Linked DNA regions of Mus musculus: all the other regions are linked to region 1. The links are chromatin contacts, called in public HiCAR-type maps. All regions are on one chromosome and are shown on one strand. Each heading gives the region's core, a stretch centred on a gene start, on an enhancer-like site or on the middle of the called end of the contact. The rest is flanking DNA. Distances are from core to core; before and after follow the strand shown.

The links. HiCAR-type assays count read pairs that join an accessible place to other places.
Region 2: a contact with region 1 is called in a HiCAR-type map of astrocytes, with 9 times the contacts expected there. The contact joins the promoter of Fbxl4 here to the enhancer-like site in region 1. A contact is called at or near these places in 14 of 39 promoter capture datasets (the 3T3-L1 cell line, 3T3-L1-derived adipocytes, the C10 cell line and 8 more) and 1 of 115 datasets of contacts at active chromatin or transcription factors (astrocytes).
Region 3: a contact with region 1 is called in a HiCAR-type map of astrocytes, with 4 times the contacts expected there. The contact joins the promoter of Usp45 here to the enhancer-like site in region 1. A contact is called at or near these places in 5 of 39 promoter capture datasets (cranial neural crest, embryonic stem cells, hippocampal neurons and 2 more) and 1 of 115 datasets of contacts at active chromatin or transcription factors (astrocytes).

Annotation. Positions count from the first base shown.
Region 1 is chr4:24,543,027-24,547,043 of GRCm38.p6, reverse strand. All of the region lies in intron 13 of Mms22l (MMS22-like, DNA repair protein), which reads right to left. Among named protein-coding and RNA genes, the nearest start is that of Mms22l, 49 kb to the right of the region's middle. Within about 2 kb of position 2,298, at least 49 of the 459 cell types and tissues checked have an H3K27ac peak or open chromatin away from gene starts, as enhancers often do. A contact at or near this core is called in astrocytes and hippocampal neurons, where this site is marked.
Region 2 is chr4:22,355,716-22,359,593 of GRCm38.p6, reverse strand. It overlaps Fbxl4 (F-box and leucine-rich repeat protein 4), which reads right to left and starts at 2,051. Exons shown (of 9, transcript NM_172988.4): 1 at 1,913-2,051.
Region 3 is chr4:21,774,431-21,778,505 of GRCm38.p6, reverse strand. It overlaps Usp45 (ubiquitin specific petidase 45), which reads right to left and starts at 2,236. Exons shown (of 18, transcript NM_152825.2): 1 at 2,189-2,236.

The DNA of each region.
Region 1 (4,017 bases), core at 1,049-3,548:
GACTGCTGAGAAAGAACTTAATATTCCCCCCAAAAGAGCCTCTTACTTGGTTATACCACACTAAGTGGCCAGCCCAAAAGGCTGTGCAAAAGCACTGCTAAGCAGACTCAGCAGGTGTTACTTGTATATTTATGTGCTTTTGTATACACGTAGCAATAATAATTAAAGAAAAACAAGCCATGAATTTGAAAGGAGTGAGAATACATAGAATGTGTTGAAAGGAGAGGAATTAACTGTATTTTAATTTAAATTTTAAAACTTTAAGCAATAAAAAAATTGAAGTTACATTAAAAACTATTTTATATGCCAGCTATAGAAAGAAAGAAAAATAAAACCAAGAAAATAGTTGGGCACATTAATAACAGGTAAAGAAACAAAAATTAACACTTGGAAATACTAATTTACTCAATCTTTTAGTCACTGCACCACATATTTAAAAGCCTGCCACCTCTACTATTGCAGTTTTCTTCTTATAAACAAACTAAAAGATTAATTTAAGTTTTTCCTTTATGCTTTCTATGTAGTAATAAAAATTATAAGATGTATATAGCTATATAAGCATATACATAAGCCTTGAGTTTAATTAAATTGTGGCTCCCAGTAATATTTTAAAGGTACACATAAGGTCCTATATTTTAAAATATGTTAGGAAAAAAAAAAAAAACTTCCCCAAACAAAGTCAGTGAATGTCAAAGTCTTATCTGCAATGCTTTATGAATGACACCCCGGGAGTGACATAGTAACTACACAGTAGAAAGAGCATGCCTAGATACAAAATACTTTCCACACACCTTTGCATCTTTATTTGGAAAATCAAACAAAGCATTAACTTTCACAAAAAGCAATGGGCTCTTCTCGTTCATCCTCAACCCCCCCCCATGTCCTCTCCCTACAGCATGTAATATGATTCTCCATCCCTTTCAAATTCATGGCCTCATTTTTCTGTAATATTGCTACATGCAGATTTAAACACATAAATACACAAATAACACCAGGTTTGTCTGTTTAGTGGTGCTTGTAAGTACATGATTTCAGGGCTATACACATACCCGCACGGATATGCAGGTCCGAGTGCGTGTGCGCGTGCGCGCACGCACGCTCACACACAATAATTATGATACCAAAAAATGCCATTGATATTAGAAGCTGTCAATGGTCGTGTATATTTAAAAGCCACTAATTTGGTTATATTTGATCTAGTTGGGTTAAAATGCAAATGAACTAGAAAAGTATGATAGCCTCCAACAAAACAGGGAGAGTAACTCCTATGTGACAGGTAGCTTTTCCAGTTTAGTCTCAGTTTCCTGGATCAATACACGAAACTTGAGTCTGATAATGATGTTTTTTTAAGTCACACCTGAAGAAGTAAAGTTAAAGAAGGCAGCACTGTATGAGATTTTGATGGTTTTGCTGTTTAGACCATTTGGCTTATAGAAGAGGCATTTGTCTTCTGTACCGTCCCTTCCTAAGAGATAAATTTATGCATCATACGCTACATAATCAGAGGATTTTTTTTTTTTTTACTTTGAATCCTTATCAGGTATATTTCAAACTGAGTTAATGCTGTGCTTAGTACTCTGTAAGATTCCAAGGATTATTTGTTAGTAAAGTGCTGTTATTGATAAAAAATACAAAATCAACCCACCCACCCCAGGTCTCCTGAAAGAACAATATTTTAGGGTGAATGCAAGAGGGATTTCTGCCCTATATTTTGAGTACTTTCCTTTTATAAACCCTTGATTCACTAGACTACTCTAGAACAACCAATTTCCCCAGGTTGATGCTTTTACTGTATCCAGTAGACTTTAAGTCTCCTCTCCACCCCGTTTTTGATACTCTTCTACTAGCAGCTTTTTACCACCTTAAAAAGCACACCAGCAGATTTCTGAAAATCAGGAGTGGAAGCTTTCTCTTCATTATACTGTCCTGGTTTCCAGGAAAACTGCCAGTAGGAGGCAGCAATGCCTGCCTGTGGCAACAGCAGTGGCTCTGCTCTGCACAGTAGTTAGCTGCTCGCTTCATTCTTCTGTCATTATATAAGCAAGATGACACTGTTCTCTAATCCAGCCAAAGCTGATAAGTACCATCAACCTGTCACTTCCTACATTTCAAATTCTAACATCACAGCATCAAAGAGTTTTTACATTTCGATTTCTTTTGCTGGCAGCAGCCGGTAGCCTCTCATTCTCCCACGGTGTTCTAATGCTGCATTTGCACACCGGGGTTACTCCCAGACTGAATAGCAGGTCATCCCCTGCTCACTGAGCTCATCTGTGGCCCATGTGCTAGGCAATTTAGATCCAATCAGCCCTTATTTAGCTCAAGAGTAATGAGCAGCATAGTGACACAGACTTAAGCCTGACCCTCAGGACACTGCTCATCAAGCAGTAAAACTGTGACAAAATCATTCATCTTCCACCCGCTGGCAAGAAATAATACTCGCACTCACTGTATTACTTTTCAAGATAAAAAAAAAAAAGTCCTGAATTTTCATGATGTGAGACATTAATTTGCAGAAAGCTGAATTCCCTTAAACCCCCCTGTTGCTATGAGCTCACCAGGGGGAAATAGGCCTTAGGAGACTGAAATGGAATAAAGAAAATTGCTCCAGCTTTCTTTTCATTTTAAATAAGCCTTAAATCTGACAAGAGACATCCTAAAGAGAGAAAAATATGTATCTTGTAAGGTAAGGAAGAAACAATTGAAATTAAGAGTTTCAAATGCTAGTTTCACTCCCTACTTGTTCTCAATTTTGCTAAAATGTTAATAAATAAAATTTAAGAGAGCAACTACTCATTCTTCTTTACCAGGAAGACAACAAAGATAAGGATATTCCTTATAAACAATATGGTGGCAAAAGTAACCCAATATGCCAGAATAAAATGTGTGCTTGTATGTTCTCTGTAAAATACGTGTTAAAGACCACAGCTTTGGAGTGATAAAAGAACACAGTAAGCCCAGCCAGGTAGATCTCAAGCTACAACGAATTTAGGTTTTTTTCTGTTATTTATAGTGCCTTCTGCGTCTCTATTAATCCAAAAACAATTCTGGGGATAATGAAGAGATTGGCTTCCTTCCCACTCTGATATCACACCAGCCCATCAGTGAAAACAACGTATGTGTGGGCCTTAAATTTTTCTGACTTCCAGGGAGTACTTCCCTTGTAGAACCAAGTCACAATGCCAGTGTATCTCACTGAATTTCTCTGGGTTTAGTTCATTTAATAAAGTCACAATTGTAGAAGAGTTAACTTTAGCAAACCTGTCACACAAAAGCGACTCATGTGTATTGTGACAACATGTCTTTTAATAATTAGCCTGACATGGTGCTGTGTAAGCAAACTGTAGATAGCTTCGCACAAGCTCATTACTGAGTTTCACCTAATGTTTCAAGGATCTGCGAGGTCTAAAGTTTAGAGTGAACCTTGAGTTCAGGCAAATAACACAGCAATGCTGTCACCTCACCTCAGCATCTTCTAATGTATTACCACTGACTAAGGTAACAAATTCCAGGGTACAGAAAGTAGTCACAGCATTCTCCTCCCTCCACAACTGAGCAGAAACAAAGTGACTTCTTTCCAGGAAGCACTCTGCTCCTGTCCCATAATGCTCTCAATCTCACATCACTGTTCTTTCAATACCCGTTCTTTTCTCTTTTTCCTTTGCTACCATGAAAAGTAGATTTTCTATATTCCACCCCACTTCCCCCATCATAATTTTGGTAACTTTAAACTTTTGTCAGTAACTACACAGCAAAAAAACAACAAACCAAAAACCTTATAAGGTTAACTTCTTGATTTCCTGAATAGATAATCTTGAAAATATAAATCTAAAGTCCCATTTACAAAACTTTACAAAACTGTAATGAACTAGGAACTGGACTTAATATGAAATGTAACATACTATAACTGAATTTACTTTTCAAAGATGAAGAAGCTCAAGAACCCTCTTACCCAAACTGCTTCCCTAGTCAAGTATTAGAATAGTCTGATAATATTTATTTACTTGGAAAACAAAA
Region 2 (3,878 bases), core at 802-3,301, 2.2 Mb after region 1:
CACACGTATACACATTTCTATCTGGAAAGAGCAAAGTACTAAGCAGTGATTATTATTTACACATCTACTACATCAGCACAGGAATTTGATTCTGTTTGTGATACCTTGTTGGAATGGTGAAACTCAAAGGGATATCTGAGAGCTTGAGCATTGAGCTTGCCTGGGCTGAAAGCAGGTATAGAATGTTGTTATGTTATCACTGATAACGGCCAACAGGACACTGCACACACGAAGAGAAGATCCCAAGTCAACAGACGTGCGACTGGGAATCAGTTTCTATGTGGAACAACTCGACAGGGTAAACGGGGTGAGCAAAAAGACAGCTTATTTAAGAATTTGGCCATTAATTCACCTGACCAAAGGAAAGGCAAATTTACAAATTTCAAAAACTGGCAAGGCATTTTAGAGGGAGGGGCGAGACACAAGGGAATTCAACTCAGTGCAGTTCTTCATACCTTTAGCCCCATCTCTCAGGGGCCAGGGCCAACAAGACCTCTAAGAGAGCCCAGCCAAGGCTACATTGAGAGCTCTACCTCAACACTCAAACACAAAAGGAATCCAACCTGCCCTCAACTAAATGTTCATTACAAAAATATCCACTGATGTTCATGATATGTCAGACAAGGTTTGAATCGCCACACACTGTAAAGCTGGAGAAACAAGAGCAGCATGGCATTACCACAGGAAGTAGGTCACTGCTAGCAGTTCAGAAGGTCTCAAGAATACACGGGCGCCAAGTGTTCACCATATACCAGCACTTGACAGGAAGAAAAAGAACAGAACTCGACAAATTGGGATGAAGTCATTGGCCAGTAATAACCAAGAAGGCACAGCATTATTTATCTCACACCAAAGTTGAGTAAGACAACAAACCATGGGGCACGTGCACGGAGGGGGGTGGGGGTTAGTCACAATCCATATTATGAAAGACCCAAGAGGACTCCAAACTTAGAACAGCGAAGACGGCAAATAGTAACGCTTCCAAGCTGAGAAGACTGGGCAGTGGCTTGGTAAAGATTCGACGACCATATTTGAAAGCAAAACATCAGCTGTAAACAACACTGTAAGACAGCAGCAACAGGACCACAAACAACCAGGTCTTAGGCCCTGACCTCTCTGACTTTGAAAACAAAGACGGAATAGGGTTCAAAAGAGCCAAAACGTGGGACAGGAATTTTTCAAATTGGTACGCAAGTCTGGAAATAATGGAATTCAATGACTACTCAAGACTGTCTAATTCTTAGCGCCACTAGATGAGACTTCACTTCCACCCAAGACTTACTCCAAGACAGAGGAGTGCGAGGGACCCTGTACTCATTAATCGTGTAGGACGAGAGAGTGGGCAAGATAAGCAGTGTGCCTGCCTTAGGATCTCCTCAGAGTGTGCGCAGGAAGCAGAGGGAGCAGGTGGCTCCCAACAGAGCAGACCAGTGGGCCACAGCCAGCTAACTTCCTGACCCTTTGTGGATTACAAGTAGAACTGACTGCTGACAGCTCTGGGACTAAGAGCACTTGGGAAGCCGATGAAATGCAGAACCAACCCCATCGCCAAACATAGTTGACAAGTGGCTGGGCCCACCCCAGACGATGGAAAGAAGGCTGCAGCCTGGCATCTCCTGGCTCGAGCCTGCCTGGACAGAAACCTTCCCGCGTGAGAGGGAAGTCAGGGCTGCGCAGCCTGCAGGCCCAGCGTCCGCAGCTCGCCGTGAGCGTGCCAGGCCCAAGAGAGCCGCGACAGGAGGCGGCGGCACCCACGTCCGGTCTCCGCCAGCACAGCGGCGCAGCACCATAGGCACGCGTGGGCCCAGAGCCTCCGCCCCGCGCTCCCCAGAGTGGCGCGCGCCCGGCCCCGCCCACGCCGAGGGGGGAACGTCGAGACCTTGAAGAGGGAGGAAGGAAGAAAGCGCCGTACCCTGCAGGGTCCGGAACTGGGCGAACAGAGCTTCGCCGCAAGCCCGCAGCGTGGGCAGCAGGAGACGGCTCCCAGTATCCCGTGCTGCTGCCGCGGCGGCGGGCCCGGCCCAGCGCGACCCGGAAGGAAGACCGAGGCCGGGAGGCGGGGCGGGGCCGGAGGCGGGGCGGGGCCTGGCGAAGGGCGGGGCCAGGGTCGGGCTGGCTGCTGCCGGATTGCCCTGGTTGTTTGAGCTGATTAGCCAGGCCAGTGGTGCTTTAGAAATGGCCTGTTTGCTCGGGGACTGGCAGCGGGTTGCAGAACCTTTACGCTACTCATCCTGCCAAAGATAGCCCTCCAGAAGTAATGTAGTTCTGCTGGAGCTTCTTCGGACTTGGTGACTCAACCCAAGTATTATGCAAAAAAGCACTTCAGCACAGGAGCACTAGAAAGAGAACTTCTAGAGCAGTAAAAGTTCTCAGCAGGCACAATCCACCAATTAATATACAAATTCTTCAGCCCTCAGAAACAAACCTTCCCTGCAGGCGCATATTCACCTGACCACCTGTGATGAAGATGCTGTCACGGGTCTCCCTTAAGTCTCCATTTCTTTTCAAATGAACCTTTCTTCAGTTGTCGTTACATCTGTCTTTCCACAAGGTTTCCATTAATAAAAAAAAACTTTAAGATTTATTTTAATTTTTTATTAATCTGTGTGTGTGTGTGTGTGTGTGTGTGTGTGCTGTTCATGCGCACACATGTGTTCAGGTGCCATTGAAGGCAGAAGAGATCAGATATCCTGGAGCTGAAATTACAGGCATTTGTGAGCTGTCAGAAGTGGATTCTGGGAACCAAACAGGGTCTCTGAAAGAGCTGTCTCTCCAGCCCTATTTATGGGAAACTCAATAATATGCTGAACCACTCATGATTTCCAATTTTCTCTTGAAGAAGCAAAATAGAAAGAATACTTGTTAATTTTATGTTACTTTCTTTTCCATCGCTGTAACAAAACATCACAGCCAAAACAATGAGACTTGGGATTCCAGATGGTTAAGAATCACTTACATACCCGGAGCACTGCAGCAAGCACCAGGTATGGTGGCACAAACAACTAAGAGCTCACATCTCCAACTGCAAACAACGAAGTACAAAGAACCAACTCGAAACAGGTAAGTCTTTGATCTGTCAAAGCCAGGCCCAATGACTGACTTCCATCAGCAAAGCCATACCTCCTCCACCTCCCCAAACAGACCAACTAGGAACCACATATTGAAAGGCCCCAGCATATAAAAGTATCTCATCCAGACCACCACATGAAGTGAAACAATTATGCTATGCTGTGTAATCTACACAAAAGTGAAATTTTAATCAAAAACTTCAAACTCAATTTCCATCTTCCATTCTTAACTGTGACACTATCTGGTGAGCTAGGTTCTAAAAGGAGAGGGTTAGAACTGGGTGTGGTGGAGCATGTCTTTAATCCCAGCCATTGGGGGGCAGAGGCAGGCAGATGTCAGTGAGTTCAAGGCCAGCAGGAAGAGCATTCCATCTCTTTAACACCAAGGGCAGCTGTGAGGTCAGCTTGTCTGTCATCTCAATCTGTTCATCACAGAGTTTTTGTAAATCTGAATATTTATTCTAAAATAAAATCTGTGTTTAAATCATGCTAATTTATTAAAAATAAAAAACCTGACCCTTTTATATTTTCTGATAAGACTTCAGTTAATGCGTATAAAGAACTCAAACTCCATTTAAACTACAGAAGTTACTCATTCTAAAATGAAGTGTGTGTTTTTAAGCAAAGACCTTCATTTAGTCTTTTATTCACTCTCCACACTTCTTTCTTCACTATATTTATTTTTTTTAATTTAATTTTTTTTTTTTTACTTATTCACTTTACATCCTGCTGATTGCCCCACTCTTGGTTATCCCCTCCCACAATCCTTCTCCCATCCCTTCCTCCCCTTCTCCTCTGAGAGGGTAGAGG
Region 3 (4,075 bases), core at 987-3,486, 2.8 Mb after region 1:
CTGTTTTCACATATTATTTTTTTAAGTGTGTATATGGGGTGTGTGTGCAAGTGTCCTTGCTAGCACACCTCAACAATGCTTCAATTCCTAGAGCAGAACGGAGAAAGATTAATACAGAGCTATTTTGTAAAGCTTTGCCTGGAAGCTCATATTAGCTGACTAAAGAAAATCACGTGGTCACATTTAGCTTTAGTAAGTAAACACTCTATCAGCCATTTAGCAGAAGCCAATTCTAGATGAACCCAAGTCACCATTTTCTCATGTATTCAGAAAGTCTTGTAAGACCGGGCTTACCCTCATCCCCCACACCTCTCCCTGGACAACTTCTGTGCACAATACTCAGACACTCCAAACCCTTTTCAGTCTCACCTGCACCTCCCCTACCGCCCCACCAATCCCGGCTTTCCACCTCTAAATTTACAAACCTGCATCCACTAACTTTAATTTGAGCCCTGGCCAGAGTAAGGCATTCTCAGACAGAAACAGCTCACGAGAAATGATATATTTTCCCCTATAACAGATAAACCCTTGATGAAGATTTATGTACAGATAATGATGACCTCTGGAAGAATACTCAGAGGCAGATTTTTGATTTTGACTTTGTAAACAACCTGCTACCTTTTTCGAAACCGTTGTCTCAAACGTCTCCCGGTAATGGAGGGGCAATTTCCAATCATTTTTCTAGCAGATGTAACGTTATCTGAACATCCACAAGCCATAATGTGGCAATACCATGTAACCTTCTCCTACAAATGCCACTTAAGGCAGAACAAGCAAGCAAACAACATTAAAATCCAACTACTGGACTTTCAAAGGCTTTCCATTATCAAAATTGTGTCTGGAAACCTCCAAGTCTCTCCTGGCACTGAGGAGTCAAGAGGACTGACTCACAGGATTCAGCACATGGTTGTATATTTCATGGTACATTCTATGAACACTCAACCCGACTAGACTGGAAAAGGGTACTTTGCCCATAACTTCCATAAAGTCTCTCTCTTCAGGTGGGTAAGACAAGGACTAAGCAGCAACATGAATCTGGGTTCAGGGGAACCCATTAGAGACTTGGAGCACAGAAACTGTATGGTAACTGGTCATTTTGGCATGAAACATAATGCTGAGTATAGAACAATTACTACTACATCAGAACATGCCCAAACTCCAAGTTTTAAGATGCCAAACAAGGGCCAATGTTGCAGGCAGAGCCATCAAAGGACAGAAGTTTCAGGCCTGACTTCACCACAAACATGTTCTGGCTTTTTCTTTCTTTCTTTTTTTTTTTTTTTTTTGAGGTTTTGCAAACATCAAACGTTACAGCTTTCTTTTAAAACATAAATCTATTGATGTATTTTATATGTATGGCTGTGCACGTGTTTAGTGTTTCGATTTGCATTAGTGAGGTCAGAGTAGCTTCTCTCTTTCACCTCGTGGGTCCAGGAGATTGAACCATCAGGTTTGGCGACCTGCTGAGACGTCAACTTCAGCTTTTAATTTAAATATTATCTAGCACTTGCGTTACCTCTAACAAAGGATGTACGGCTAACGCAATTAATATCACACTTTTCAACTGGCTACAAGCTTCCCTTGTCAAATTGGTTTTTGTTTTGATTTTTTTTTAAGTTTTGGGCTGCTATTCTCCAGCGTGAGAAGAGGAAATGCAAACATCTTCCTTTTAGATACCCGGGCTCAAAACACTCAATTCTATGAACCTCTTACAAGCACTTTGAGATACGTCACTATCATCATCCTTAATTTACACTTGGAACTGGATAGAGGTAAAGTGACTTGCAGAAGTCCGGGAGCCGGACGTGGGCTCAGGTATAGGATCGACCCCTAACCTAATATTTGGCGTCGCCAAAAAGCTGTGTCTAGGCTCTTCGTCAGGCCATGAATGCACCCCAAGTTAGCAGAGCGGGATGTGCTGCGAGGGGAGACCCCGAGGGGACAAGCGGACGCTGCATGCCCGGGTCACCAAAAAGACGAGACTCGGCCTGGCTCCCTCCCCGACCCCGGCTCTTCCCCCCTGCCGCCAGCACTCGGCCCGGGAGGCCGCCTGGTGCCTTTGTGAATCTGGACGCGAGGGTAGGCTAGGAAACCTCTCTTTCTAGGCTGGTTGACGTACAGGAAGGTCTCGTCGCCCAAGCGAAGACACAGTGGTTACAGTGACCCCAAAGCCTGGGCCCCAACTCACCCCGCCCGCCGGGCCGCAGCTTCCACACGCAGGAGCTTCTGCGCCTGTGCAGAGGGGAACCCGGAGAAGGCGGGGCTTGGCGTCCTGGGCGGGGGCGAGGGCGGGGTCTGGTGTTCTGGGTGGGCCGAAGGCGGGACTTTGAGTCCAGACCCAGATCTGGGTTTTCCTTTGGCGGCTTGGAGGTTGGAGCATGGTGGAGGAGTGTAGATGGGATGAGGGGATGGCGCCCTGCAGCCAACTGATTACAGTGCCAGCCACGGGGCCTGGATGCAGGCGCTGGCTTTAGTGAGCTGCGTCCCACTTGCTGGGTGCCTTTTAAGACAGCTTCCCTTGTTCCATCACCCAACTCGGAACCTAAAGTCGCATCTGAGATTCACTCTATATGATTTTAACGTTTTATTTCACGTGGTTCTCACTTCTGAACTAGATTGTACATCACACCTGTAATTCTGCTCAATCCGATCATCTGTTACAACAATGTACACCTTGCTTTTGAGTAAAAACAGTTGGTTTGAAATTTTGTTGTGGGGCTGGAGAGATGACTCAGTGGTTAAGAACACTGACTACTCATCCTGAGATCCTCAGTTCAATTCCCAGCAACCACATGGTGTCTCAGAACCATCTGTAATGGGATCCGATACCCTCTTCCTGTTACAAAAAATAAAAAAATTTAAAAAACAAAAAATAATTTCTTGCAAGCACTAGTTGATGAGCCACAGTCTTTCACAAGGGACAAGTTGTGACCTAATGGATCGTGTGCTGGGGTTGGAGTTTAAAAGAGTTCAGTTAAGAACCAAAAGCTGACTGGGTTTGTTGTTGTGGTTTGTTGTTTCCACTTTTTTTTTTTTTTTTAACTTAAAAATCTAATTCATTTCCATGGGGAAACTTGGCAAAGGAGAGAACTCTTCCTTTATGTTGTTTATAGGAACCATTCATTAGACAAATGCAGTGGAATACAAGCATGCTGGTCAAGATACTAGGTATGGGGTACATAATTGTCTTTTAGAAGGTCATTTTCTTCCAGGGAAAAAAAGAAATGCTGCATCTGTAAGAACAGTTTGGGTTATGATATAATTCCAAAGTCTATATACAAATTTCAAATTTGTCTGTATAAATATCAAGTTTCATATGTTAGTATTGAATTTGAAATAGACTATGTAAAAGATGCAAAAATTTGCATCCTAAATTGTGTCAGGTTTTTGTTTTTTGTTTTTTTCTGGTTTTTCTTTCTTTTTTTTTTTATTAGATCTTTTCTTTATATATATTTCAAATTTCAAATGCTATCCGGAAAGTTCCCTATACCCCCCACCCCGCCCTGCTCCTCTACCCACCCACTCCCACTTCTTGGCCCTGGCATACCATTGTACTGGGGCATATAAAGTTTGCAATACCAAGGGGCCTCTATTCCCAGTGATGGCCGACTAGGTCATCTTCTGCTACATATGCAGCTAGAGACATGAGCTCTGGGGGTACTGTTTAGTTGATATTGTTGTTCCACCTATAGGGTTGCAGACCCCTTCAGCTCCTTTGGTGCTTTCTCTAGCTTCTCCACTGGGGCCCCTGTGTTCCTTCTTATAGATGACTGTGGGTTTCTCTGTATAGCCCTGGCTGTCTTGGAACTCACTCTGTAGACCAGGCTGGCCTCAAACGCAGAAATCCACCTGCCTCTGCCTCCTAAGTGCAGGGATTAAAGGCATGCACCACCATTGCCCAGCCTAAATTGTGTCAGAAATAGGTCTTTTTAAAAAGTATATATTAAAACTCATGGAAAAAATAACAGAAGAAAAGAAATTTTTTTTTAATTTTTAAAAATAGAAAACAAAAGACTCAACTTACAGTTAAAGGAAAAAGGGCAGAATTTTAAAATTAAAATTTAGATTCTCTTAA